2 separate regions of the Triticum aestivum genome follow, and region 1 is linked to region 2. A link is a contact called in public Hi-C data. All regions are on one chromosome and are shown on one strand. Each heading gives the region's core, a stretch centred on a gene start, on an enhancer-like site or on the middle of the called end of the contact. The rest is flanking DNA. Distances are from core to core; before and after follow the strand shown.

The links. A called contact is a pair of places that touch in the nucleus more often than the background predicts.
Region 1: a Hi-C map of leaf shows a contact between it and region 2, with 5 times the contacts expected there. The contact joins the promoter of LOC123092755 here to the promoter of LOC123092753 in region 2. A contact is called at or near these places in 4 of 5 Hi-C or Micro-C datasets (leaf and root).

Annotation. Positions count from the first base shown.
Region 1 is chr4B:467,167,674-467,170,647 of IWGSC CS RefSeq v2.1, forward strand. LOC123092755 (putative HVA22-like protein g) reads left to right here and starts at 1,556. Exons shown (of 7, transcript XM_044514577.1): 1 at 1,556-1,838; 2 at 1,911-1,959; 3 at 2,811-2,909. The coding sequence starts at 1,928.
Region 2 is chr4B:466,980,404-466,983,249 of IWGSC CS RefSeq v2.1, forward strand. It overlaps LOC123092753, which reads right to left and starts at 1,355. Exons shown (of 6, transcript XR_006444839.1): 1 at 1,150-1,355; 2 at 146-607; 3 at 1-61.

The sequences.
Region 1 (2,974 bases), core at 306-2,805, 190 kb after region 2:
ACGGGAGAGAGACCATGCACGGCAATCATGGCATAGGCATACAATCCAAAACACGGAAACGTGGTCACGTGCATCCTCTTGAGCCGCATTGGTTGCCCTGCATATTCAAGCCTCCAGGTCGATAGATTAGCTACTACTATCTCGACCGATCGATCGACCAACAACCACATTTCCCTCACCACCAACAGATCATCCCAGCCGCTCGCGCGCGCACGCAACGCCCGGAAGAGACGGTACATATAACATATTGATGGTGCCGCCGGGATCTGACCGGCGATGTGAAGCGCGCATGTGCACGCACAGTGAGAAAGTGGAGGGAGCACGTACTCCTTCCTCCTCCTGCTACTACTCGGGCTTCTTTGATTCAAAGGAATTTTATAAAATTTCTGAAGGATTGAAGTCCTTAGGATTTTTTCCTATATTGGTCATTTGATTCATAGGATTGTATCCCATAGGAATTTTTCCTATGAAATCTTTTGTACTACATTTCATAGGAAATTTAACATCCACTCCAACCTTTTTTTACAATTCTTTTGTTTTTCCCGTGGCATCAAACAATCATTGCTAATTCTATAGGATTTAAATGGGCATGCCACTCCAACCCTACACTTTTCCTATTCCTACGTTTTCAAAATCCTACGAATCAAAGAGGCCCTAGGCAGGCCACCATGCATGCATGGCCACGTTGCGGCCCGGGCGCGCGTCCGGACCAGTGGTCACGTCCCTCCCTCCCGGCACGTACGTGCGCGGTGTGCAGCCAGATCGACCGCCAACCACCGGTGTGTCCCTCTGCTGCCTGTCCGATCCACGCGCGCGGCTGTCATTCCAGATTCCACCGACGCAGGCACAAGAAGCTCACCGCACGGATCTGCGCCGTGCCCCCAAAGCGCTCTCTTCACCCTACCCGCTCCGCCCCGCTCGCTTAACCACTTTGCCACTCCGGTGAGTGGCGCTTTTTAGCCTTTTTGCAGTGCAGGTTAAAGGCAAAGCACATGCACCTACGCCTACATGGGCTCACCTGCATGTCATGTCGACGGAGCCTGTGCTGTGTTGTGTTGCTTGGATCCTATGCAACGCCTCACTCGATGAAAATTGCTTTATGTCGGTAGTACCGTCGTCTCAAGAACAGAACCGAACCTCATCTGAATAATTGCGAGAATGATTACCGGAGAGAATCATCAAGGCATGATATCCATTATTATGCTGCACTCGAAGTAAAACGACCCAATTATCACCTCACCTGACGCACAACCAAAACGACATTTTCTTTTGAAAGAATTTTTTTACCTGTTCTTGATTTCGACAGAGTTTAAACCATCCCTCCTGGAGAGTTTCTGCGTTGCGAAGAGGCCGACTGCTAACGGCCGGATAAGGGGAATGAAGTACGGTGGCATATACTATACGAGTTTATATGTATAAAAAAGTACACAGCGTTGAAAATTCCTGCTTATGTGGCAACAAATAAAAAGAAAAGAAAAGAAATCCCGGTTACCCAAGGGAGCGAGACAGGGGACGCTTAAAGAAACGTCCCCAGGTCCATCCACTCAATAGACCTGATAAAATAAGGAAACAGAGACCCAGCAAGGGAAGGGGTCCGTCGGGGTGGTTAGAGTCCAAGAGCCGACGGCGAACGTGCTCTCCTCTCCTCTCCTCGCCTCCCCTCCGGCTCTCTCTCCCCCTCTCCGCATTCCGTCCCACCGCATTCCGGGTATATTTAGCCGCGGCACAGGAGGGATAACCTCCCTAGAGGCAGGAGCGGGGAGGCGCGCGAGCACCCGGACGGCCGTCTCCACCGTCGCTTCTCCGGCCGCCTTCCGTCCAGATCCCTCTTCGCCCAGGTTTTCCTCGCCGTCCCCTTTCCGGCGCCGGTGGTGTCCTCTGACTTGTGCTCTGGATCTGGGTGCGCGCAGACGGTCGGTCGGACAAGATGATGGGCGGCTTCGTCTCCAGGATCCTCCTGTAAGCAGTCGCCTCCCCCCTCCGTTTGAATCTTGAAATTTGAAAACGTGGTCCTGCCAAATTTGTCATTTTGGGCTTGAAAAGAAACTGATCCGAGGCGGCATGGGCATGCACTTTTCTTCTCATTTTCTTCAAATCATAATGCATTGGTTGCTGGTTGGTGCCCGTTCAGAGGGCTCGGAGTACTATTTTGCTTCTTTTTTTAAAAAACAAATCGGGAGATGCCTTGCTTCCTGTCGATTTGTCAACCCGCTTCCCCGGCGTGAAATACGGGCCGGACGCATTCACAAGTTTATAATATTTATTATGCTACATGTTTATTGCCTCAAGGTCGAGGAGCATGGGATTAATTTTTCAATGCATTGCACAACGGTCAAATGTTCTCTTTGCTTACATTCTTATACAGATTTATTCTTTTTGAATATTCTTGTCTTGGCACGTTGATTTAATTTTGATTTCTGCCAGTTCATGTCAAACTCACTTTTCAGGCTTGTTTTGAAACAAGCTCACAAATGTAAACCAACATTGCCCCCACCGACATCTTTTATCGAGATCTGCCTCCATATTAGGCCATGTTTGTTCGTGTTCTTTCAGGCAAGTGCCTCGAAAAATCAGTCCGTTGAAGGATGCTGAGAAGCTCAAATTCAGTGCATCTTCAAAATGGCTAATTGATCCACTTTGTGGATTATTGTAAAGCGGATCAAAGTGTAAAATAAAACAATTTCTTCTTCTAAGTCAAATCACGTGGAAAAGAACTTGATAATAAATCATGGATATTATGTTTATAGCGTGTGGTAGTCAATAAATACTTGCATTTTAGTTTTGGTGTTTGACGCACAATTTACATGCAGGCTGGTTTTTGGCTATGCGTATCCTGCATACGAGTGCTACAAGACTGTTGAACTGAACAAACCTGAGATCGAGCAACTCATATTCTGGTGTCAGTACTGGTAAGGTGGCTCCTTCAGTTATATGATTACAAGTTCACAGCATTAGCCTAGGGGAATAATTTGCA
Region 2 (2,846 bases), core at 105-2,604:
TGCACACTGTGTGGATACACTTTGGCAATGGCCGGCTTAGCTATGATATAGTCTGCAAAGACTGTCAAAAACAACTAGTCAGCTATATCAAATGCAAGAAAACCAGAAATGAATATTGCCGCCCCAAGTTAGTACAGTGCAAAACCTATGAGTATTGTTTTTGGAGCAGGTCCACCCATCATAATAAGAAATTGTGCAAACACCCACTCAAAACTTTCTACTTGCTCGTCCGTGCACATCAAGTCCACATAATAAATAATCCATGTTAATCCCTCCTGTCAGAAAGCACTGTCATCGAAAACAAAATTCAGATGAACACAAATATCTCTCACCAAAGAGCCATACACGATCTCTTGCACTAAATTGGTTCTCTCAGGATGCAGTCTACTCTTGCCATACCATATCCCAAAGCCAACCTCCGCTGAACAAAAGTTGTCAAAGTCATACGCCTCACCCAACTAGTCGAAACTCAAACCAAGTTCTGGTTTCACCACACTCTTAGTAGGTTCTTCTGTAAATTTGCGGATAGATTGCTTGAGGCCACTCATCCGTGAGGCACATGGGCTTCTATTGTGTGTGTGGGTGGGCGGCACTGTCTAGCCTCAACCTGAATTTAACCAAACCCACGTTTTAATTTTAACAGTAAATGAACATTCAAATTTACAGAAATCACATACTGTAATATTAGAATTGCACTAGACATTTATCACAGGATGCGAACATACTGCAATATTCAACCATGCCACCTGCCTTCTGAACATTCTTAGTTGCCGAGCAAAATGATGGCCACGTTGAACTGAGAAAAAAAACTCTGCATTATCTCGTGCACCTAGGGGCATCCGGTTTGACCTTCCCCGAGGATTGTGCAGAAATGTCGGCGAATCATTCTTCCTTCGCCGGATCTCACATTCGGACCTCCTAGGGCTGCCGTCGCCTAATTGCCAGGCGGCCCAGGCCCGCAGTTTTGATTCGCCGGCGACTATCGGGTCTGCATCTTCCAAACTATCGGCTAACTCCTACCTAAGTGGAAATCTGCGACCCAGAACGGAGTTACCGGCGGCCGGGGATGGGGGAATTCCGTGGATTACGCAAACAAATTTGTATGAATCACACAGATCCGGGGAGGAGCGCTGGTGTAGGAGAACTCACCGGTCTACTGAATCCAGCAGGAACTCCAGCCCGTCAGCTTCCATCGCGGCGCCCCCGGAAGAAGCAGCAGCCGCCGCACGACTCGTCAGCTACCCCCACGAACCCTCCACAACGACCAGGTGTGACGGCTCAGCTTTCCTGTAACGTCTGAACCACGGCCCATGACCACCGCGCGCTACGAAAAGGGCCCACCTGAGCGCACTGCAGCGGGGCGTATAGGTCTCGTATCCTTATTTTTTCCTGGTTCAACTCTGCCACGTCTGACACACTATCTACGATCCCAACGCACTAACCAAAGGATCAGATTTCAGGGTCATCTGAGCCCGAGCACCAAATCGCCTCGTCCCCATTATTCATCTTTTACACATGCTTGTGAGAGATAATCTCACCATTCCTTTACAAGAGGTGAGAAAAAATAAATTCATCAATTCCATCTCTCCAAGCAAACATGAGATTTAACAATTAGATATATAATTGAAATCATCTCATTCAAAGGGAATGGAACCATCACACAACATTCGCCCTGTTCTGCAAGCAAACATGCCCTAAAGAAAACTAGAATTATGGAGGAAAATACCCCCCTTCTGACAAAATAAGAAATCAGAAATTATACAAAATGGAAGAGTAGAGTTCGCCGTTGGATTCTCGGTTCTCTCATCGAAATAGTTTTCCTCGTGACATCACGCTAGCTCTTCTTTTTCGAAAAGTCCTCCAGTCTGTTAATAATTTGCAATAGCAGTACAAAGATCCCCAAAAGTAACAAAAATTATAACTAGATCATTGGACCATCTAGAGACAAATACAAGCACTGGTTCAAGCCAAAGGTAAACCGTCGCCATCTCTTTCCCTCACCAAAGCCAGGGAAATCTTGTTGTAGTAGACAATCAAAAAATCACCGTGTCTCCAAATGAGCAGCGCACCAGAACAACAACCACCATCGAGGATGAGAAGTGTAGATCGAAAAGGCCATCCATGCAAACAAATCAACGAAAACATGGGCTGGCTGAATCCAAAGCAGATTCACCAAAATCCATCGCCGACTAGATCAAAGAAGATTTGACGTAGACACACCTCCACACGCCGTCCGTCGACACTAGGCGCATTGTCCGAGCGGAAATCAGATGGGAGGACATTATTCTAACCCTGCAGTGACGCCACTGCCCTTGACCAAGACACTAAAACTACCTAATGCAAGGACATGATCCCTCCTACCAAACCGGGGGGGGGGGCACCGGAGGCGGCGTTGGCGAGGAAGATGGAAACCCTAATCTTTTCCCGAGTCGCGTGTGAAGTAAGAGGGCAACTGTTGCCAACAAATCGTATTTGCCAAAACTGAATTCAGTGTGGCTAGATCCCAGTCAAGTGACATAATAACATGTGAGAAAGAAAAAAAAATTGGACGGGCCTCAATGCAAAATCTTACGAATATAACATCGACTGAGGCATAATCAAGCCTATGTAGGCCGGGGCGAACCCCCCATTTCGAAAAAAAAAAATCAAGCCTATGTGGACTGAGATTTAACAAGACCGATCTTCTTTTCCCCAACCCAGAGGCAGGAATAAGAAGCGGCGAAACTGCCTCGTTTTATTAAATAAACCAGAGATAGTTCTCCAATTATTCAGAGGAAAGACATGTACGACCTGGCTGCGAACACAGGCTGAGAACCAGTGAGAGCCTGAGAAGATCCATTTGATGA